Linked DNA regions of Mus musculus: all the other regions are linked to region 2. Evidence: chromatin contacts called from public HiChIP or PLAC-seq and promoter capture Hi-C data. All regions are on one chromosome and are shown on one strand. Each heading gives the region's core, a stretch centred on a gene start, on an enhancer-like site or on the middle of the called end of the contact. The rest is flanking DNA. Distances are from core to core; before and after follow the strand shown.

The links. Promoter capture Hi-C pulls out the DNA fragments that hold promoters and counts their contacts. HiChIP or PLAC-seq counts read pairs in DNA pulled down with a chosen protein or histone mark.
Region 1: a promoter capture Hi-C map of hippocampal neurons shows a contact between it and region 2, with 10 times the contacts expected there. The contact joins the promoter of Snx29 here to the promoter of Ercc4 in region 2. A contact is called at or near these places in 6 of 39 promoter capture datasets (the C10 cell line, cranial neural crest, embryonic stem cells and 3 more) and 4 of 115 datasets of contacts at active chromatin or transcription factors (astrocytes, embryonic stem cells and large pre-B cells).
Region 3: a contact with region 2 is called in an H3K27ac HiChIP or PLAC-seq map of large pre-B cells, with 11 times the contacts expected there. The contact joins the enhancer-like site here to the promoter of Ercc4 in region 2. A contact is called at or near these places in 3 of 39 promoter capture datasets (the C10 cell line, hippocampal neurons and pre-B cells), 2 of 115 datasets of contacts at active chromatin or transcription factors (embryonic stem cells and large pre-B cells) and 2 of 9 other capture datasets (embryonic stem cells and liver).
Region 4: a promoter capture Hi-C map of hippocampal neurons shows a contact between it and region 2, with 10 times the contacts expected there. The contact joins the enhancer-like site here to the promoter of Ercc4 in region 2. A contact is called at or near these places in 5 of 39 promoter capture datasets (the 3T3-L1 cell line, the C10 cell line, hippocampal neurons and 1 more) and 3 of 115 datasets of contacts at active chromatin or transcription factors (differentiating embryonic stem cells, large pre-B cells and stem cell-derived neural progenitor cells).
Region 5: a contact with region 2 is called in a promoter capture Hi-C map of liver, with 6 times the contacts expected there. The contact joins the enhancer-like site here to the promoter of Ercc4 in region 2. A contact is called at or near these places in 7 of 39 promoter capture datasets (the 3T3-L1 cell line, 3T3-L1-derived adipocytes, cranial neural crest and 2 more), 2 of 484 Hi-C or Micro-C datasets (the N1E-115 cell line and cortical neurons) and 4 of 115 datasets of contacts at active chromatin or transcription factors (astrocytes, embryonic forebrain, embryonic stem cells and 1 more).
Region 6: a promoter capture Hi-C map of hippocampal neurons shows a contact between it and region 2, with 13 times the contacts expected there. The contact joins the promoter of Gspt1 here to the promoter of Ercc4 in region 2. A contact is called at or near these places in 2 of 39 promoter capture datasets (the C10 cell line and hippocampal neurons), 5 of 115 datasets of contacts at active chromatin or transcription factors (astrocytes, embryonic stem cells, extraembryonic endoderm stem cells and 2 more) and 1 of 9 other capture datasets (liver).
Region 7: a contact with region 2 is called in an H3K27ac HiChIP or PLAC-seq map of extraembryonic endoderm stem cells, with 11 times the contacts expected there. The contact joins the promoter of Txndc11 here to the promoter of Ercc4 in region 2. A contact is called at or near these places in 2 of 39 promoter capture datasets (hippocampal neurons and pre-B cells) and 2 of 115 datasets of contacts at active chromatin or transcription factors (astrocytes and extraembryonic endoderm stem cells).

The regions. Positions count from the first base shown.
Region 1 is chr16:11,321,612-11,324,484 of GRCm38.p6, reverse strand. Snx29 (sorting nexin 29) reads right to left here and starts at 1,581. Exons shown (of 21, transcript NM_028964.4): 1 at 1,507-1,581. The coding sequence starts at 1,513.
Region 2 is chr16:13,108,153-13,111,041 of GRCm38.p6, reverse strand. Ercc4 (excision repair cross-complementing rodent repair deficiency, complementation group 4) reads right to left here and starts at 1,306. Exons shown (of 11, transcript NM_015769.2): 1 at 901-1,306. The coding sequence starts at 1,107.
Region 3 is chr16:11,384,189-11,387,472 of GRCm38.p6, reverse strand. All of the region lies in intron 4 of Snx29 (sorting nexin 29), which reads right to left. Among named protein-coding and RNA genes, the nearest start is that of Snx29, 63 kb to the right of the region's middle. Within about 2 kb of position 1,837, at least 73 of the 459 cell types and tissues checked have an H3K27ac peak or open chromatin away from gene starts, as enhancers often do. A contact at or near this core is called in pre-B cells, where this site is marked.
Region 4 is chr16:11,630,598-11,633,700 of GRCm38.p6, reverse strand. Snx29 (sorting nexin 29) reads right to left here. Exons shown (of 21, transcript NM_028964.4): 16 at 2,127-2,243. Among named protein-coding and RNA genes, the nearest start is that of Gm32100, 48 kb to the right of the region's middle. Within about 2 kb of position 1,835, at least 37 of the 459 cell types and tissues checked have an H3K27ac peak or open chromatin away from gene starts, as enhancers often do.
Region 5 is chr16:11,587,772-11,590,790 of GRCm38.p6, reverse strand. The region is part of intron 15 of Snx29 (sorting nexin 29); the gene reads right to left. Gm32100 (a long non-coding RNA gene) reads right to left here. Exons shown (of 2, transcript XR_384676.2): 2 at 2,260-2,593. Among named protein-coding and RNA genes, the nearest start is that of Gm32100, 5.6 kb to the right of the region's middle. Within about 2 kb of position 1,265, at least 25 of the 459 cell types and tissues checked have an H3K27ac peak or open chromatin away from gene starts, as enhancers often do. A contact at or near this core is called in the N1E-115 cell line, astrocytes and liver, where this site is marked.
Region 6 is chr16:11,252,677-11,255,632 of GRCm38.p6, reverse strand. Gspt1 (G1 to S phase transition 1) reads left to right here and starts at 1,308. Exons shown (of 15, transcript NM_146066.2): 1 at 1,308-1,990. The coding sequence starts at 1,636. LOC115488671 reads left to right here and starts at 1,997. Exons shown (of 2, transcript XM_030249388.1): 1 at 1,997-2,956. It overlaps Mir1945 (microRNA 1945), which reads left to right and starts at 1,188; the gene lies at 1,188-1,265.
Region 7 is chr16:11,132,857-11,136,081 of GRCm38.p6, reverse strand. It overlaps Txndc11 (thioredoxin domain containing 11), which reads left to right and starts at 1,550. Exons shown (of 12, transcript NM_029582.2): 1 at 1,550-1,814. The coding sequence starts at 1,573.

The DNA of each region.
Region 1 (2,873 bases), core at 332-2,831, 1.8 Mb after region 2:
CTAGAGAGTGAGTTCCAGGACAGCCAGGGATATACAGAAAAACCCTGTCTCGAAAAACCAAAAACCAAAAACCAAAAACCAAAAAAAAAAAAAAAAAAAAAAAAAAAAGCATATTGCTTTATGTGGTAGAGCCAGGATTTGAACCCAGTACATTGGGCTCCATCACCTTTTGGTGGATGCTGGCACACACGTTTTTGTTAACATTAGTGTTAAGTTAGACCCAGTAATTTGCTTTGGCAGATGAACGTAAACTGTAAAAACCCCTCCATTAGTCCCCTCAATAAGACCACAGTTCCATAAACTTTGCTCTTGAGCAACAAAAAGCATCTAACGTTTTTTTAAAGATGCACAGAAATAATTTAAAAAACAAAAAATTAAGACTGCCCTTTGCTCCTTTGCCCTAGCACCCTCTCCGCTCCATGAAACACCTGAGTGCAAGTCTAGAGACTGGGTGCAGAGACGAAAATCCAGCTGCACAGTAAGAAAAAACAGAAACTACGAGGGTAGGCGGGTCCTCCTAAGGGAATCCAGATCCCTGAGTCCAGCAGGAGAATCAACAGCCAACACAAGCCTTCCCTGAGTCACTCCCATCTCCACGCGCAACACCCAGGAATGACTTAGCACCAAAACATCAAAACATCATCAGGACTCTTCAGAGGGAGGCTTGAAGACACAGACTCCGACAAAGGGACTAAACTTCGGTATCACTGAGCACAAGCCGTCACAAGCACCTGCCTCTCACTTCCAGACTCCCCACCCGCTCCACCTCCCTGCTGGTGGTATTGGCTTGGGCAACGCTTGAGCCCCATTTAGGTTCAGCATTGGGCAAGAAGGAAAGGGCTTCAGGACACAACCGGAGACTTCAAACGATGAGCTAGAGGAAGACATGGAGAGAACTGAAGCATGAACTAACAGCCCAAATACAAAAGGCACAACCGGGAGAGGGACGCTGCGAGGCTAACTGGCCAGCTCTGGGGACACAGGTGCAGGGAAGAGGAGGGAAGAAGACAAAGCTGTCCTAACACTGAGACCTCTGGGGACCCGGAGCTGTCGCTCTGGTTTGCTGTGTGTGACAGGGGTGTCTAGAGATGCTCTTTGCCTTTGGAGAAAGAGGAGTCACTGGGTGGAAGAGACCTGGAACAGAGAATAACTAAAAACCAGGGGCTGGTAACTGGAGCTGAGTCCCAGGAGGGTCACGGGAGAAAGAGGGACTAAGGCAAGTACCAGAGATCTGAGAATCCGGGGTGCGGAAACCTGTCAAAGGGATCGGCTGTCTGGGAGGGAATTGGGAGCAAGCTCTGCTCTAGGAGTTGGCTGTCACTGGTGAGGCAGAGGGACAGGAGCGCCAGCCCCGGGATAGTGGGAGCGGTGCAGGAGACTCCGGGCCAGGGCTCCGAGCCTGCGAGCGACCCCGCGGGGGTCTGCAGCGTGTGAGCACACCGGGCCCGGAGCGTGCGGCTGCAGTGGCGCTACGGGGCGGGTGACAGCAGCGGGGCCGCCACTCACCGCTCATGTTGCTGCTCCCGGGGCCGCCGCCTGCCTTGCCGCCGCCGCCGCGTCTGCAGCCGCCGAGCTCCACACAGGCCGGGAGAACGCGCGCCCCGCCCGCTGGCCCCGCCCCGGAAGCAGTGACTCTCCTAGGGCCCGCCTCCCGACCCGGAACCAAAATACTCGGGCAAATCGACGCCCCAGGGTAGCAGGGAAGAGAACCGGCACCTCACAAAATCAATGCCTCCCAATCCCCGAGCCAAGAAAAAGACATCCATTTAGACTGAAGTTCGGACAAGGATGCGATATACGCGTACCGAGAGCTTGGAGTAGTGTGTTGCATGTCCGTCAAACCAGCACTCGGGGGAAGGCAGGTGGATCAGAAGTTCAAGGTCAACCTTGAACTACTCAATGATTTCGAGGCTAGATGGGGCTGCTTGAGACTGTCTCAAAGAGAAGAGAGAAAAAAAGAGTAATGGGCCTGCAGGGCCTGGTGGTACAGGCTTTAAATCCCAACATTCAAGAGGATAAGTCAGGAGCCTGAGCTGCAAGAATTCAAGAGCTGTGGATGGCCGGCGTGGTAACGCACGCCTTTAATCCCGGATTTCTGAGTTCGAGGCCAGCCTGGTCTACAAAGTGAGTTGCAGGACAGCCAGGGCTATACAGAGAAACCCTGACTCGAAAAAAAAAAAAAAAAAAAAAAAAAGTTTGGTAGAGAGGGCACATGCCTTGCATGCAGGAGGCCCAAGCTTCAACTCTCTGTACAAACAAAAACAAAAGGTGAATTCAAAGCCATTCTGGGTAACTTCTCAAGACTCTCGAAATAAAAAGTAAAACCGGAGTGGTAAAACCGGAGTGGTGGATATAGTTCAGTAGTTGGAGTAGCACGTGCAAGGCCCTGCAGGCAGGAGAGTTTGTACTTTCTTGATGATGGATGTGGGAATAAAAGTGCAAAGCACAGTGATGCAGTCAGAATTTGAAACTTCACTTACAATCCTGGTGTGACCATGCACACCTTTAATACCAACATTCACAGAAGAATCGAATTACTGCCTGAGGCACTTGGGAGAATTTGTGGTGGGTGTGTGTGTGTGTGTGTGTGTGTGTGAGAGAGAGAGAGAGAGAGAGAGAGAGAGAGAGAGAGAACTTTCTAGAATGAGAATGCATTGTAATGGGTCTGAGGAGAATGACAGTGGGTCAGTGGGTTAAGGGAACTACAAGAGTTGTCCAACTGACTCTAGGCAACAGTGAGAGGAAAGGTGGGTAGGTGCTGAGAGAACACAAGAGCTAAATTCACAGCAACTGTGAAATCCAGGGTTTTGCCCTATTTTAAATATGGAGTTGAAAGACTATTTTGCCTGCTGGATATGAGGCTGGAGTCACCC
Region 2 (2,889 bases), core at 57-2,556:
AACAGGGCCTCAGCCTTTAAAGGAGTTGTTAGTGACTCTTCTCAGCTGACATTTTCTTCCTGGCCACTACACCTAGGGGATCATCAGATTCATCATGCTAGGCTATGTCCACATCTCTCAACATCCGCAGCAAGGCATGTCTCATTCCACTGTCCTCAGGATCACCTGTTCTCTGTAACCCAGATTGATCGCTCCCTTAGCTTTAACTTCTGCACCCCCACCCCCATTTCCCTAATCCCTCTTCTTTTGTTAAGTCTCAAGGTCTCCTTTTCTACTAGAAAGTAATAACTCTCAGAGACCCTATCATCCTCGTCATTGTCCTTTTAGGGACCACACTCTGTCCTCCAAACACCCTTATATCCAACTTCAAACTCAAACACTATTCCTACCCAGATTCTGATACCGTCTCTCCTTTGCAGTGCAATTCAATCCACTACTCTACCTCAATGTGTAGCCTACTCGCCCCTCTCCTTTTCAGTGTTAAGGAGTGTGTGGGACCCGTATTCTCAGTGTCCTCAAACTGTGTCTGGGCCCTGTATTCAATGCTCTCCCATGTCAATAGAGGAACCCAAGACTTTCTTGGGATGCATTCTATACTTGGCAGTCATCCCGCAGTGTCAGAGTCCAGGATCTCCTTCCAGGACCCTCACTCAATGCCCTCCCTTGTCGTGGCAGCCACTTCAATTTCCCTGGGGTTCCCTTCCCTCCTTCGCAGCGACTTGGAACTGTGTAGGTGCCCCGCATCTCCCCCCTGGGATCTTAATTCATTCCCTTTCGTGCCCTGTTTAAGATCTGCATGGGCTCGGAGTCCCTGCAACCGTACAGCTCCGCGTTCCTACCGCGCCGATCTCGCATCGGATGTCCCCCAAACCCTTGGGTCTACCCATCCCGCAGTCGCACCTCCTCGGCCGGCTGCGTGTTGAGCACCAGCACCAGGCAGGCCGGGTGGCAGTGAAGCCGCAGGAAATGGTAGAGGAGCCGGTCGGTGCCGAGTCCGCGGGCACACACCACCAGCCCGTCGCTGTCGAGCAGTTCCAGCACCTGCTGCCTCTCGTACTCCAACAGCGGCGCCATACTCCGCCGTTCGCCCGACAGGCCTGGCTCCATGGGCGCCCTTCCGGGACCGCGGCCGCACGCTGACGGAAAGAGCCGAGTCCAGCCGAACGCTGGCCGAACGCAGGGAGAGACGCCAGGGCCGAAGGAGCGCAGAACAGATGTAACTGCAATGGCCGACTGAGAGAGGCCGGATGTAGCCGAAGGGAGCCGAGTTCAAGAGAGCCAACCGATTGTAGCCGAAAAGGAATCGAGGCGGGGACAAGTGTGGCCGGAATGTGCCCGAGCCCAGGGCAGGTCTACCCGAACTCAGCCGAGAGGCGCAGAAAGCGTTAGCGCGCGTGCGCGCGCGTGTGTTTAGGTTCCCCATCCTTTGGCTCTCTAGACCTAGGCATAAACTAACAAAATGCAAACAGAGAAGTCTAATCCGCGTAATCCTCCAATACCGACAGTTCAGAATGTTGCTGTCAGTATTCCAAGTGCATCCAGAATCGACATCGTTTTCCTAGTGTGAGGGTTTTGTCTCTACTTTTGCAAGTATTCCTCCCCCTCCCCGCCTTGAAAATTTTTAATAAGCACAATACCTTATGAGTTTCAGTCTCTTGTTTGCAAAGGTCTTGAACTCAGTAAGTTATTTTACAAAGCCTCCATCAGGTGCCAGTTGCAGCCGCGTTCCTTCCACTAGAGGGACATCTTGGGTCGTGTTTGTAACTACCTAAAAAAACCTCCAGGTAAGCAATCTAGGAGGCATTCTCTCTCAGAATTCTCCATTCCCCTTTATTTTCAGCCCATACGAAATACAAATGAAGGCAAAATAGGATTGTTCCATTACTCAGGAATAACCATGGTTAACAACATACTTTTGCGTGCCCCCTACCCTCTGCCGCTGCTCAGTTTGTGCGGCTGCTTGCCTGCTTAATTATATGAAATAATAAACAACCAAGATTCGAAACCAGATTTTTGGTTTCTCCAGGTGGGACAGGCTATCTCACTTGTTGAAGTAAATTCAAGGCCAGCCTGAGCTAGAGATGGAGACCTCCAGCACAAATATAAAGGGTGTTAGGATGTAACTTAGTGGTAGATCCTGAGTTCCGTCACAAATTTTCCCTAAATCTCTGTCCTTTATGTGGCTGGGTTTTCTGTAATGTGGAGGCATATACTTGTCTAGTTACTGGAGAACGTTTAGTTGGCTCCCACTCCTCCCACCAGCACGCAACATAGCATTTCACTAGCTTAGTTCATACAGAAGTTCACTCAAACCCTCAAGGTACGTTTCTCGAATGGACGATTAGTGGGAGAAAAAGGACACATTTATTTGAGTTTGCTCGACCTTCATTACATTGCCTTCCCGTTTACCAATCTCCCTTCACATCAGCCGCTGCAAGTGGATTTGTTTTCTCTCTCTCCTCTGCTTCTTCCAGCGTTTTCCTTCTGTCTAGTCACAGTTAAAAGAGCATCTAATAATTTCTGCATCTTCCTGAAGTGGACAGAGATGCCTGCAGACGCTTTCCGCGCAGCATGTCTGGGAGCCAGGAGATAATGCCTGCAGTTCAACAAGCCGGTTATATAATCAGGCAAGGCCACAGAGCTGGATGGTATGTTTCTTAGCGTTGGTTCAGGGTACAGTAAGTAGTTACTCAGCACACATTCAGAGGTGGGTGTGTGGGTGTGTGGGTGATTCCTCCCAGGTTGTGGCAGGCAGAATAATGCAACCCAAAGATTGAATTCCCAGAACCTATTATTTTTCATGGCAAAGGAGACTTCACAGATGTCATTGAGCTAAACTCTTGAGATGGAGAAATGATATTGACTTATCCAGGTATGCCCAATATAATC
Region 3 (3,284 bases), core at 588-3,087, 1.7 Mb after region 2:
TCAACCAAGCAAAACAAAGTCAGTTCTCTTCTTCCACACTGTGAATCCCAGGAATCAAACACAGGTCAAGGCTTGCACAGCAGGCAGTGTTAGCGTCTAAGCCATCTCACCAGCCCCTGACTTACAATCTTTCTGCCTGAACATCTGAAATGCTTCATCCCTGGCATCTGCCACCACACCCAACTCTTCTTCACTCCTTTCATGGCTATGAAAGAGTGGGGATATGTTGAACAGTATAGGGTGTGTGTGTGTGTGTATGTGTGTGTGTGTGTGTGTGTGTGTGATTTTTGGCATGTGCAATATGTAAGTGGTAAGTATGTGTTGTATATGAACACGTAAGTGTGGCATATGTACACAGAAAGAGGCCAAAGGAGGACACAGAGTGTCCTGCTCCATCACGCTCTACCAGAGTCCTTTGAGACAAGTCTCTCTCTGAACCTGAAGCAAGGCTGGTAGCCAGCATCAAGCCTCAGCAGTGCTTGGTTTCTGCCCAACACAGTACTAGCATGACAGGCACATGCACAGCCATACCCAACGTTTTACACAGGGAGATGATAGAGATTTGAACTCAGATTCTCAAGTTTGCACAGCAAGCACTCTGACCCACCAAACCATCTCTCTAGCCCCAGAAAGCAGGGCTTCTAAAGCTTGTGACTTGTTTTCTTTTAGATGTGTACTTGATCTTTGAAGAGACTACTCATTCCTGAAATGAGTAAAGGACCCAAGGAACTTCCAAGATGGTAATCTCCTCAAAAGTTGACAAATCAGGTATCAAATATGAGCCTTCATGAAACATCAAAATACCTTTAAAACAGCCAGCAGTCACAACATCCCCAAGAAACATTAGTCTAACTATACCAGACTGCTTCTCAGTACAGGGATTAAACCAGGCACATGCTAGGCAAGCACCATGCCACTGAGGTATTCTCCTCTTTACAGAGGCAGGATATCTTTTGAACTAGCAATTCTCCTGCATCAGCACCCAGAACTTAACATAGTGAAACCCACTCATGCATTCATTTCCCTTGCATTGGCATTGACCCTATGCCACCTAGATGTCAAGGTCCCTCCCTGGGGCCCCATGGACATCTTCACAGTCTAGGACCCATGGGTTGAGGAACAGCATCCAAATAGCTCTCCCAGTAAGGCCAACCATGAGGTTAGGATAGATGGCTCAGCAGTTAAGAGCACTGACTATTCTTCCAGTGGATCTGAGTTCAATTTCCAGCAACCACATGGTGGCTTACAACAATCTGTAATGGGGTCTGATGCCCTCTTCTATAGACAGAGGCAGTGTACTCACATATATAAAATAAATAAATATATCATTAAAAAAAATAAGGCCAGCCATTCTTTACCATTGCTAACCACTTCTGTTAGTAACCCTGGACACAGTTCAGTATTCTCTCCACATGGTCAGCAGACATCCTTCCGAGGCATCTTCACCAGAAGCAGATTTGCAAGTTCATAACAATAACAACGAAACCCCAAGAAGGAACTGAAAGCACCGCATGGAGAGAGAAGACACACAGAGCGGACTTCCCCATTCAACCAAGAGGAGGGCCAGGCTTTCCTGGCACATGCACCTTCCTCAGAAGCCAGTTCTATAGAAATTAAATCATTGCCCAAGGGGACTCAGAATCAAAACGTAAACTCTGCTTTGAGTTAAGTGCAATGGACCGTTTTCAAAAATCCCCACCAAGGCTCAAGAAGTCAGTATTTTATTGAAAGATGGGGAAAGAAAGCTGGGGTTAGCTTCCCAGGAAAAGTAGTACTTTGACAAAAGTCATGATTCTGACACAGTCCTCGGTCACCTCTATGATGTATAGACTCTAAGCTACAGCAGTAAGTAAGTCCGGATCTGGCCACTTCCCTTCCAGGAAAAGCAACAGGCTGGAGAGCAGGCCATGCATACCATCTGGAGTCCTTACAGAGGTCGGGTTCAGGATTGCTGAGACAATCAGGGTGAACTGGGTAGGGAGGTCAAGGAAAGATGCGAGGAATCTCTAAGGCGTATCTATTAAAACCACAGTGAGCTAGCACATTGTGTTCATTTGGAGATAGCAGGTCGTGCCCTGTTGGGAATTGGTTCTAATGCTTTGTCTTAATTTGGCTCTCAAAAGCTGCACTGCCAGACCTGAGAACCCCTGCCACCAGCTGGCTTCAATTGATAATAAAGGATTGACTGACGTACAGTCAATGGCTGGGCAGGAAGATGGAGGCAGGACCCTTAGATTGCTTGGGCAAGGGAGAGAGGAGAAGAACAAGAGACTGGCCATGACTTGGAGGCAGAGGGATCAGATTTAAGAGCTATAGGAGAAAAATCATCCAGCAATGTAGGTGGAAAGGGAAAGTGGCCCATGGGGGTTGGAGGAGGGGGCTGCCCAGAAGGTAACAGGGCAGGAAAGATAAAATATACATTTAGAAGGTGTTAAGCTAGGAATCCCAGAGTGGGATTCGGGGAAGTTTTGAAGTATCCAACCATTGAGCTAGTCAAGGCATATCAAAATCAGCTGGCGCGAGTCCATGCCCATGTGCATGAACATGTGTGTCTTTCATTCGAGAACCCAGAGCTCTTGGGCTGGTACAGCCTATGAGCAATCCTGCCAGGAGCCAGAGTGGTTTAATTAATTTACTGCTATGGCTATTAGTTTTTGTGGGTTTTTTTTTTAAGCCAAAGAAAATGACGTGGAGACATGATGAAGTAAGATGGTGACCTGATAAGAAGAGAGGCATGAACGAGGAGTGCTCTCTCACTGAGGTGGCACTGATGGTGATCATGAGCCACTACAGAAAGGCTCTGAGCTGAGCATCTGATGATGAGGGGCTCCTGAAGCCACTGCACTGCTGAGTGGGCAGCAAAGCGAGGCAGCACTGAGAACAACGTGTTAAACACAAGGCCAGAGACTGCAGACGGGCTTGCTGCCAGGCCTGACAGCCGGAGCTCCAGCCTTGGGCCCCAGGCAGAGGAAGGAGTACACACAAACACACACACACTCACACACACATACACTCACACACATATACACATACACACTCACACACATACACTCTCACACACATTCACACACTCACACACACACTCACACACACATACACTCACACACATATACACATACACACTCACACACATACACTCTCACATTCACACACACACTCACATACTGTCTCACATACATTCACACACATATACTCACACACATATACATACACACACTCATACACTCACTCACACTCACACACACATTCACACATACATACACACTAATTAAGTAATTTTTTTA
Region 4 (3,103 bases), core at 586-3,085, 1.5 Mb after region 2:
CATCCTTCACAACAAGAATGAGCGTGAAAGTAGCTCTCTGTAACAGTGTCCACAGTGACCCTAGTCATCTACTCTTTCAGCATAAAGGACACACAAGAACACTACCTAAGTTCAAACTGAGGGTATTCTAAGAAATGGGCCACTGCTCACTTCCTGTCTGCCCATGGTCCCCTCTTCAGCCATCCCTGAAAGCTGGAACTCTATTCATGGGAGACTCACTGTCCTTCTTATTCACAGCACTACAGAAGCATCAAGAAGAGGAACCACTAACCTGATGGAGACACAGAATAACCGGCCTAGGGAGTAACAAGAGATGGATGAATAAAGAGACAGCAGAGTTTGCAGGAGAGCTGACAGGAAACAGTCCAACCAGAATCACACCATCAGTGACACGAAACCAATCTTACACATCTAGGCTCAAGTATCCGCTTAAGGAAAATGAAAACGGGAGGGGTGAGCCGCAGCACCATTCAGTGATGTCATCAGGGAAGCCAGTATAAAACTCCAGGATGGGAACAACCCAGTGTTGTATATCAACTGCAAGGGAGAGAGAGAGAGAGAGAGGAGGGAGGACCCAACAGACAAAATGTAAGAAAAAAGCCAGATTCCCAAAGGCAGGATGGTGGACAGCAAAGGCTGAGGGAAGAAGAAAGGAGTAGGGTTTTGTTGCAGGTGGAGAGTCAGTCAGTCTCCAGAGAAGCATGGCACCATGGTGGGGACGGCTGCACAACACAGGAAAATACACTGCTGAGCTGTCTGCTAAAATGGTTGGAATGAGGTAGGTACTTTTACATCCATTTTTAAATTGTGAGGAAAAAACCTAAGAGGCAATCAATGAAATTATAACATGTGAGCCTCATGTGGATCCCGGATTTTAGGAAGTTATTAAAAATGAGACAGTTGGACATTTGAATACTGCTTCTTGCTGCTGTAAAGGATTTAGGACATAAGAGGTGGGGTGGCATGGCATTTACAGTTTCTTATTTCTAAAAGGTTTTCCCTTTTGTTTAAATTTGTCTCTTGTATATTATATCCCAACTGCAGTTTCCCCTCCATCACCTCCCCAAATCTCTCCCCTGTACCTCCCCTGTGCCCCAGGCCCATCCCACCTCTGCCCTCCCCTCAGAAAAGGGCAGGCCTCCCAGGGACATCCACCAGATACTGCAAAACAAGATAGAAGAGCATTTTCTTATTTTCGACATATACAGTAGGATGCAGAGATAAAATATTACTTACTTAGTGTTTGACTCAGATAATATGGAAGGGGGAAACAGGAAGTGGTATGTTGAAATAGAACTGACGGCAGCTGGTGAGAGCCAAGCTTGGCAATGGAGACCTGAGCATGCTCACTGCTTCCCTGCCAACCTTTGGAACTTGCTGTTTTGCATAGGAAGTGTTTAATGAAGATGAAGCTATGGTGGGCATGCATGGAAGGACCAGCATCCAACCTGACAGCATCACAGCTTGAAATGTTCCAAGTTGGGATGAAAGTAAACGTCTAAAGGACATGACTGATCACAGGTTGTCTCATCAGATACAGAATGACTGAGCCAAGGAAAGCATCAAGCAGTTCTTAACCAGGGGTGTCTGGGGAGATGCAATTAGTACTCCTCTAGTTAAAAAAAAAAAAAAAAAAAAAGGCAGGGATCCCAGAATTCACAGGTCAGCCCTACAACAACAAACAATTGCCTGTGACTCGTCCTACACAGATGCTCCTCAAACCAATCTACCTAACAAAAACAATCAAAAATGAGCAATGAAAAGCTCCATCCCAGCAGACCGCATGGGTACAAGAACACAAAGCGAAGCCTGTTTCCTGGCTGCAGAAATCTGTCCACACAGCAGAGCACAGACACACAGTGGAAGGTCTAAGTCAGTTGAGAGCACAGCACTGTGGAAGGAACATGGAATGCGCCTGTATGACAAGCACATACAACTGCATGACTCTCTAATGATACAGTCTGCAGGTGCAACAAGGGTGTGTGCTTGTCTACTTCCTGTACCTTCCTCGGTCACTGACACCGGCAGAAATGAACTAACTCGGGTAGCAGAAGCCTGGTGGAGCCTCAGGGAGAGCAGAGTGAAGTGGCAGGGCTCAGACCTGCTTCCTGGTGGGGAGCACTCACCGGTCCTCGGAGGTCAATCAGCTCCTGCCTCATTTGGGACACCAGGGCTTCCTTGGCCACCAGGGCCCTGTGTAGACGCTCGTTGAACTCAATCAGCTCCCCATGCATCTCAGCCACCTGGAAAGGCAAGCAGGACATCATCAGCCTCAGGAGTGGCCCTGCCCATGCTGAGCCCCTGCTCCTGGCAGTCTCCCTCCTGCCAGAGACCATGGCACTGTGCACCCAGCAGTGGCATGCAACCTTGAGTTGAATGAGTCTGGCAGTTTATGGTTAGACCATTTCAACCCTTAACAACACTTGTCCAAGGGTTGTCTAAGTTATGTTTGTTGATAAAGTTCCTGCTGGGGCTGGGGGTGCATATAGATAAGTGGTAGCGTGACTGCCTGCCATGTACAAGACCCTGAGTTCAATACTTAGCAGTGCAAAAATAAATTAACCAATGGTGATGATGATGTCCCAGCTAGTGGTGCAATGGGAATAAATGCAGCTCCATTCACGAAGTCCCTGGGTTCAAGTGAGAAAACAGAAATGAGCTCCTTCCTAACTGTGGCTGCACACTCCTCAGCGGCGCCACCGCTCGTCACCATTGACTCTGTCTGCAGCACAATAACATCTTTCCCATGTTCTTAGTCAGCTTCTTATGACAGCTTTGAGGGGCAGATGGATTGATCCCACCTTCCACAAGCAGCTCTGAACTCAGGAGCTTCGAGAGCCTGTTCCAGGCCGTGTAATTGGTTCCTGGAGGGAAGATTAGAGCCCTGGCTGGGTGCTCTAAAACTACACCAACCCCACATGCAGCTGGTCAAGCTTGAGCCATAGAAGCTTCCAAACTCAATTATTCAACATATTTGGCTGGTTCCCAAAGAAGCAAAGATAGAAGTGCTATAAAGTCGTTTGTAGCCAATGCAAGGCCACTCAAGTATGCAATTCAGTGAACCATGAGAGGGTGTTCTGAAATGCTGTCCCTGAACGCTTCA
Region 5 (3,019 bases), core at 16-2,515, 1.5 Mb after region 2:
ACACTCACACACACATACACGCACACACACACATACACGCACACACACATACACGCACACACAAACATACACACACGCACACACACTCACACACACATACACGCACACACACATACACGCACACACAAACATACACACACACACACGTACACACACACACATATACATACACACACACACACACACACACCTCCAAAAGCATGGTCTGTGCTGTGAGAGCACACTAGGAGCACAGGGAAGCCACTGTCTGCCTGCCACGTCTACACTGAGCTCCACCACCTCGCTGCTTCGTCCCTGCCTTCTATGTTTAGCTCCAGAAGAGGAAAGCAACCATAACCTGGCACAGAGCAGGGACTTCGGTCAAACAGCTGAAGGACATGCATAGGATTTCAGGTTAATGACATACCAATCATATCAGGCAGAAACTCTCTTAATGCAGTTTCTGTCTCTGCTAATGGCTCCAAGGGACACCTTTCTGTCACCCCTCTCTCTTCAAATCAAGGTTCTTCAACTATTCTCATGGGTTAACGTTGTGCATGTCTGGCCCACAAGCCTAACAAGTCGTGACCTGTGTCTCACTGGTTCACTCTCCTTTCTGCATGCAACAGACTTAATGGTCTTCTAATGGAGTTAGGCACAACAGGCAGCTTACATAATCTCACAAGTCTATGACTCCCTGCCACTCTTTGCTCATTAAATAAATAAATCAATCTGTCTACATTGCCAAGACTCTGCAGCTGGGAAGAGGATGGACTTGTCTCCAGAGTACTGCTCTGCATGCTACAGCAGCCCTTATCACACAGGCACTGCAGCAGCCTCCAACTCCCTCAAGGAGCCAATGTGGTTTTATGACTGCTGTTTCTGCCAGGCACCCAGAGCAGTGACCAGTGCATAGTAGGCATCACCAAGCACCCACAGAGTAAGCCAACAACATAAAGCAACAATGACGGCATCACCTACCTTTTAGGTCTGCTTTGAGCACTAAAGTTGGTTTCTATAAGGGCCCAATGAGTGCTGAGCTGTGTCACTTAACCCGCAGGAGCTGGGTGCAGACTGAGCCCTATAAGAGGGCTCACACACATCCCAGCCCCTGGAATGAACCTGGGAATGCCCTGTATGCCTCTAAAGGGAAATGACTAAGATAGTGACCAACCACAGCAGCACACAGCAGTAGATACAGGTCACAGAAGCCATGCTGAGCAAGGAGCTTGGAAGAATGCAAGCTGATGGGAACATAGCAGAACGTCCTGCAGGGTGTTGCCATGGCGAGGTAGTTGGCTGAGGCAAGTGACTATTAAACCAAATAAACAACACTCAGAGCAGAGGTAGCTGCTGGTCCAGGAGTCCAGGGTCAAGGTCATGGAAGAAGTGAGGGTTACCATGAGAGAATCTCAGGGTGGCAGTACTTTGCTGGCTGGTGGGGTACAGTGTCATTTCTTTGACTGTCAACAAACCATGTCAACACATTTCAACTACACCATGCTTTGACAAGAGGCCTGTGGGAGAGAACACTGTTCAGACTGACCTTGAGATAGTTGTACAATCCTCTAGGCTTCCCAGATGCAAGACCCCACGTGTCCCCCCACATTCTCCCACAGATAAACTCCACACCCCTTCTTGATCTCGATGCTTTCACAGCAGATGCTTACACATAAGGTCTGTGACTCTGTACCAGACATGGGGGGAAGGACAAGAAAATACTGCAGAGCAGTCCTTATAAGGCAGAGACCTCATGTGCCCACTCTTCACTTAACACTCACAAAACACATGTGGCAGGAATCCCCCCACTACCTGAACCAGTCAGAAACCACATCCATGTCCTCCCCAGTACCACCATACATCCCAGGCTATCACCTGCCAGCTACATAGTGTAGATAATCCCTCAGCCTGAAGACAAAACTCAGTTGGCATCAGCCCTTGAGGTAGTATGCAGCTGCAAACTGAATGATAAAATGTGGACCTGGCATGGCCTGGGTGCCTTTTCCTTATGACACCCCACACCCTTACAGAGGAAACCCATCTTCAGAAGAGCCTGCCTGTAAACCACTCAGAAGCAGAAGGCTAAGGCTGAGGAGAAAAGAAGGGCCTGACTGGGAACTCCCTCTGTGCTAGGACCAGTCATAGCTTCAGTCTTATCCAGTATCATGATACAGCTCTGCAGCCCACTGAGGGGACAAGTGGTCCCAGAGATATTCTTGGGTGTCCATGGCTCTCTCACCCCAAAGCTTTGATGAGCTCAGAGACAATTCCTGTCCATACTGTGGCTGGCACTTACAGTGAATCCAGTGGGGAGCTCAGCCATCGAGTCTGACCGTTCTTACTATATGAAGATAGGAACTTTAGGGAAGGATCGAAATGGGGAAGCCATATGGATTCCTTGCCTTTGTCCCCAGAGGCCATGTCTTACAGTGGCCCAAGGCAACTATCACCCTTACACTTAGATGTTACCTTCAATCCCTCCTGAGGCATACAGAGGCAGAAGTGTAGAGCAGTCTTTCAGAGACATTGCCACCCTCAGCATCAGCTGTAACGGAGCAGGGATTTCAAGGCCTGTGTAGCACTCTTTGGTCCAAGATTCTGCTAATCCAGCAAACTGTGAAATACATTCAAGTCTGTTTCACATTTGAACAGGTTACAGCTGCCAATACTCTGCTGTGACAGACTAAAGAGACAAGTGACTTCACCCAGGTTAAGTGGGGATGTTGCCCTTTCCTGTTTGAAACCCAGGGAAAATAATGAAAAGGCCATCCCTGTCCCAGCATAGCAATGGTTCTTTCTCAGAGAGCACATGAGTCCCATGTCAAAAGCAAGTCAAGCAAACGGCTATAACCACAAAGAGGGTGACTGACAGTAAAAACAGTAACATTTCATATAGCGCCTTGAGAAAGTAAGAAAGAATGCCAAAAAACTTTCAAATACAGAAAATGTGACTGAGTGTGGATCTTCAATGTCAATGTATCAGATTAGGAGGCACCTAGGAGACTGGCAAGGTACACTCCTCTCAGTATGTTCCACTCAA
Region 6 (2,956 bases), core at 59-2,558, 1.9 Mb after region 2:
TCGAGGCCAACCTGGTCTACAGAGTGAGTTCCAGGACAGCCATGGCTATACAGAGAAACCCTGTCTCGAAAAACCAAAAAACCCAACAAAACAAAAACAAAACAAACAAAAAATTATTGACAACTTTGTCTATTACCTCTCTCGTTAGGCCAAATTCTCACTTTTTATTATACAAATGTTTAAAGTCAGCATTCCAATTTAGATATCTTAGATCCAGATTTAAAAAAAAAAAAAACTCGTTGTTTGAACATTTTGAATATGTTACTCTGTAATTTCCAAGTAGGTTAGTTGCATTCTGTCTAGACTCTTTTCAGAGCAAGTAAAATTAAGAGTATACTTTTCTTTGTCTTGGTCTCCATGGGTGAATTACAGGAGCATTTAACAGGTATTTAGAACAGGTATTCCTACTTCGTGCAGTAAAAAATAAAGGTGAATTTTATTTTTTCTTGCTTGTCACTTACCCCACAATTACTAAAATGCAACTTGAAAGTGTGAGATGCCCTCATTATTAAAGGACTGTAAGAATAGCTGACAGATGCGGCCTTTCAAAAGAACAGCACTTTACCTAATGGCAGCTAAGGAACTGGAAGCACCAAAATAGCCACTATTAGGTACCGCTGGGTACACTAAAAAATATGGCAATCCCGATTAATTTGTAAATCTCCTGGCAGGGAGGATGAAAGGACGAAAAAACATTTTAGGTGCGGGCTTTTAATGACTAGTCAAACATAACATGAGTCACTGAAATTTTCCAGTTAAGGATCCTTTTGCCGGACATCCTTGGACCTTTATGAGCCACACGCAGTTTCAGCTGTAACATCTCATGGTTTTACTGCCTCTTCCAAAAATGAATACATAAAAGGAAAGACGCCTCCCGCCGGCTTTGAAATGTAGGGCAAACTCTGGCTGCGGGTGGAGAGAAAGAGAATAAGGTATATAGACTGGGAGACAGAAAAGGCGCCGAAAAGGGAGAAGAAAAAAAAATTCCTCTAGGTTAGGCCTGCGGACCGGGTGTTCTCACAGGCTAGGGTGGATCGTCGCCTCGTGCGGAAGGGCTCGGCCCACCGTCTTGCCCTAGCCGAGTAGAGCCTACCCCTACCCCCACCCTGCGACAGATGGGCCACCAGACTTCTGCCTCCTCGCGCTGCCTGCCGGGAGTTCCAGCCGCTTCCGGTGACGCTTGAGCGCTGAACTCCGACTCCCGTCAGCCCCCGAGAAAACCGCACCGGGTCTTCGCGGGTACTGTCGGGACTTGTAGTTTAGCTATCGGCCGCGCTTCGTAGGCGGAAACGCGGGCGGACACAGACGGGAACTACCGAGGCGAAGGTACGGGTGGTAGCGAGAGGTCAATTCTCTCCAAACGTGGGGTTGGCGGTGAGGCCGGCGGCGGTAGTTGGGGTTGGGTGGGAGGAGATCCTTTCGCACACACGAGGAGGGTTGAGCCGCTGTCGACCTGGTCTCGAGTGTACTGTCTGGACTGTAGCTGCTGCCCAGGACGCCGGCGAGTGAGTCATTGACTGTCAGCTCCCCAGTCTTGCCGTCCTCCCCGGGTCAGCGCGGCCTGCTCCTCCCCGGTCGGCCGCCCCCGCCTCCATTTCCCGCCCTCTCTTCACCACACACACGGCCCCCCCGATCATGGATCCTAGCAGCGGCGGTGGCGGCGGTGGCGGCGGCGGCGGGAGCAGCAGCAGCAGCGACTCTGCGCCCGACTGCTGGGACCAGACGGATATGGAGGCCCCCGGGCCCGGGCCTTGCGGCGGCGGCGGGAGCGGCAGCGGCTCCATGGCCGCGGTGGCCGAGGCCCAGCGTGAGAACCTCAGCGCGGCTTTCAGCCGGCAACTCAACGTCAACGCCAAGCCTTTCGTCCCCAACGTCCACGCCGCTGAATTCGTGCCGTCCTTCCTGCGGGGTCCGGCCCAGCCGCCGCTATCCCCAGCTGGCGCAGCCGGAGGCGACCACGGAGCAGGCAGCGGCGCGGGAGGCCCTTCGGGTAAGTTGCCGGGCTGGATATCCCCAAGGCACGGGCGGCGGCCTGGGGCCGGAGTTCCGCGGTGGGCTGGGTGGAGAGGACGGGAGGCCGGCCGGCCCGCACGTGGGGCGCTGACAGCGGCGCCGGCTGGTCTGGGTGGGGCGCCTCCAGTCTGGGAGCTGCTTGGCTTGGGGCGCCTGGGCCAGGAGGAGCAGAGACCAGGGGACCCGGGGGCGATTGCCCCGCCGCGGAAGGCCGCACGCGGTTCACCCCTAGGCATAGGAACTGTATGGGACCCTGCCAGCCCTGGGCCAGTCAGTGCCACGAGGCCCAGAAGTGGGGACTGATAGGGCTTGAAGTCCGGCAGGAGGAGGGTGTGAAAGTCTAGGGTTTGGGGGACAGGACTTGTCTCTTCGCTGGCCCAGAGAGCTGCTCCTACTGTAGTTTCTACGTTTGGAACTGTAATTGCGTTTTAAGTATCGGTGGCACTAAAGCGACCTGAAGGAATCCCAAGATGCATTGCAGGCTTGTGATCCGCCAGAAACTGTTGGCTGTCAATACAAAGACCTTTTTTCACCCTTAACATTTTGAATACTTGAAAAGTTTTTTAAATGTCACAAGGATTCCTCAGTACTAACATGTGGTAGTAAACCTCATTGATTTATGTGCGGTTTTAAGCGGGATTTAAGACTTTTTCTGAATGGCGTGTAGACTTTTAATTGTTTTAAAAGTATGGCCCTTATAAGGGTTGCTTATAAAAGCTTAGTTTGCGTTCGTGTATTAGTCTAGTCTGTTACTTAAATACTTCTGATAACTTAATATTTGTCACATAAAGTAGCTACTAAATACACTTTCTGTCGTTTCAAACTGCAGTCTTTAAACACCTTTTTACAAACGGGCTGTATGTTTGGTAGCCTGCTTTCAGGTACAGATTTTGTAGCAATGCTGTTGAGTGAACTTAAGTATTGCCTTCATGCTGATGCTTTT
Region 7 (3,225 bases), core at 301-2,800, 2.0 Mb after region 2:
TCTCCATTGGGTGGTTTTGTTAAAATAATCTTACAATTTTATGTGTACAACATTATAACCAGTGCCCATGGAGGTCCGATCCCCTAGCACTAGAGCTATAAACTTTTATGAGCCTCGTGTGGATGCTGGGAATTGAACACTGGTCTTCTAGAACAACCAGTGCTCTTTTAATCACTGAGCAATCTCTCCAGCCCCACATAGGAAACATTTGATCTAGATTATTTTGCCCTCCCTACCAACTTTACAAAAAGATTTTATTTTTAATTATATGTGTGTGTACCTTGGAGGACATCAGATTACCTGAAGTATGAGGTAGTTCACTACCTGTAATTTAGAACCAAACTTGGGTTTTCTGCAACAGCAGTATTCTTACTACTGAGCCTTGTCTCCAGCCCCAACCAAAACTTTATTTTGAAATAGGGCCTTGCTAAATTTCATAGTCTGGCCTTGAAAACTCTATGCAGTCCTGGTACAAGTGGTCCTCTGGTTTTCTCGAGTGGTTGGGACCACAGTTGTGTGCCACTAAGCCTGGTTTAAAAAATTATACACAACTCATATAAACCTAATTTTGGGAGGAAAAATGAAGATAATTCACCCTGTATCTTAGGCTGGCCTTGCATTCTTATTGCTTGGAGGCGTGAGGCAGACAATGTCCTGACTCCAATACTTTCCAAACTTTAATCACGTCTGCTATGTTTCTGTGGATTTGCCCATCAAGCATGGGTCATAGAAATGGGATTACACAATATACATCCATCCTTTTACTTAGAGCTGGGTTCTTTTGTTGAATGTAATTACCACTTATCAGTACTTGTCTCAAGGTTTCTACTGTTGTAATAAACACATGAACAAAAGCTACTTGGGGAGGGAAGGGTTTGTTTTGGTTACACTTTACCATCATTGAAGGAAGTCAAGGTAGAATCCTGCAAGCAGAAACTGAAGCAGAAGGCATGCAGCGTTATTACTACCCCATTACAGAGCAGCCCGGTCTCCGTTTTATTACTGTGTCCTCCAGTCCTTCTCGCCTCTGCACGAGGCCTCCCCGCCCCACTTTCTGAAAAGCAGAGATAACAAACTGCACCCATGTCCTGAAGGGTCTGTCAACAGTGTTGACGCACTAGCGACAATCTGAGCCCTAACAGTACCCGGAAGGGCCGACCAACGGAAGGACTCGCTAAGGAGACACCACCAACTAGCTTCCGGACGCGAGGATGTAGCGTCAGCGCAGTGAATGAAGGACAAGGTCTAGCTTGAGTGACTGCAAGCCTGCGCAGAGTCGCTACAAGAGAGGCGGGACCGGTGGAAGGCTGACGCGGCCGCGAGTGCTGCGAGCACCCGCGCAGACTCCATGGGCTCGAGGGCGTGGCCCCCAAAGGGCGTGGCTTCGCGGGAAGCCGGCATTCGCGCAGGCTCCGAGTCGGAGGGCGGGGCATCTCTGAAGTGTGGCTGACGTGGAGAGTCCGGGTTAGTGAGCGCCGCTGGCTGCGAGGTCCGGGAGTGACGTGCGGGGCCGGGTCCCCGGGCCCGAGGTGGCGGCAGCGACGGTATAAAGCCGGCCACGGGGAGCATGTAATGTCGGAATGCGGAGGCCGCGGCGGCGGCGGCGGGAACAACAGCGAGGACGCCGAGGACGAGGGTGGCGGCCCCAAGGGCTCAGGCTCCCTCAGCCCTGCCGGGGCGGCGGCGTCCTTGGAGGGCCGGATCCGCCGCGGCTTGCGCGGCGCCTCGCTTATGGCGCGCCAGCGGCCAGAGCTGCTGTGCGGGGCCGTGGCTCTCGGCTGCGCCCTGCTCTTCGCCCTCAAGTTCACTTGCAGGTGAGGCTGCCGGGACTCAGGCTCCGCGGCCAGAGCTATGCCACCCCGGCTGCGCGGGGCCAGCTCGGGGCCTCCGGGGTCGAGGGTTGTTTGTCTTCCTCGGGGAAGTCGAGCCTGACCTTGCCTGCGACCACAGGCTTGACCTTCCCGGCGGCCGCGGTCCCCCACTCTCCTAGTTCGGCGTGGAGGCGTTTCCAGGGTGCTGCTCTATATCAATTATGTACCGAGGGCGTTTGGCCCTGTTTCTGAGCTGCTTCTCACCTGTTGGGGTCTCTCGGGGTGCACATGTCAATTCTTGCTCAGGCTATAATGCTCAGTTTTAATTCATTCCATTTTCCTTAATGCTTGCAGTGTGATGATTCACAAGCCATTTAGGGGTCTTAGTCGCTTTTGGGAATCCAGGCAAGCCTTTGATATACTGACAGTGCACGTTTGTACTGAGCACCCGTTAATGCTGAAGACAAAAATCCCCGTTCCCTGGAGTTCTCATTGAAGTGATGATATACAATAAACAAACACTTCAGAGACCTTAATAAGTGCTATGCAGGGAATAGAAGGATGAGGTTGGGTAGGGCAGAAAGGGCCTTCATAGGAAAATGGCATTAGCCACTTACACAAGGAAAGGAAGGGGCAGAGGTGGAAGAGCTGGGGTAAGAGCTATTACAAAACAGTTAAGTGCAAAGATCTGGAGTCTGAGCAAGCTTGGTCTTTTTGTGAAACTTGGAAAAGGCCTGAGTAGGCTGGAGTTTAGGAAGAATGGAAGCTAATGTGCATCTTTTCAGAAAATTGTGTAGATAGATACAAAGTTTATATTTCAATTATACTCCTTGCCTCAGATCATCAGTATATCATTTGACATTGCAGTTTATAAAATCTGTTATCACTTGACATATCCTCTTGGCACTTCTGTCCAGAGGGAGATTTATGTGGGCACAGATTGAGTGTAATGAACACAATATGAGATCCCTGAGGTCAAGATGGGCCAAAAATTAGGAGTTTTAGGGGGAAGAGACTCGTTTTTTTAGTGTTTGCAATGTGTTAGGTGCTATGCTAAAGTGTTTAAAGCCAACTAAAAGTGTTTGTCACCACACCTGGCCTGGAGTTTGAATCTTGAGCAACTAGACTGGTACTGTCTTTATAAGGAAAATACAGAAAGTATTTTACAAGGTGGAATGTTGCAACCTGTCATTTGGATTCATATTAACAGTCCTTTTCCCACGTCAAGGAATTGATTTACTTCAGTTTGCCCAGCTGTGAAAACAGTGCTCAGTGTTTGATCTGAGACACGTGACTTGGTGGGTGACCTCTGAGAGAAGATTGAAGAGTTTAAATCAGTCTGAGGAGCTGTCAGGATGAGCTCCTCAACTGCTTTTGGCTGGGAGAGAGAGCCTGCAGCCTCACTTCCTCAAGC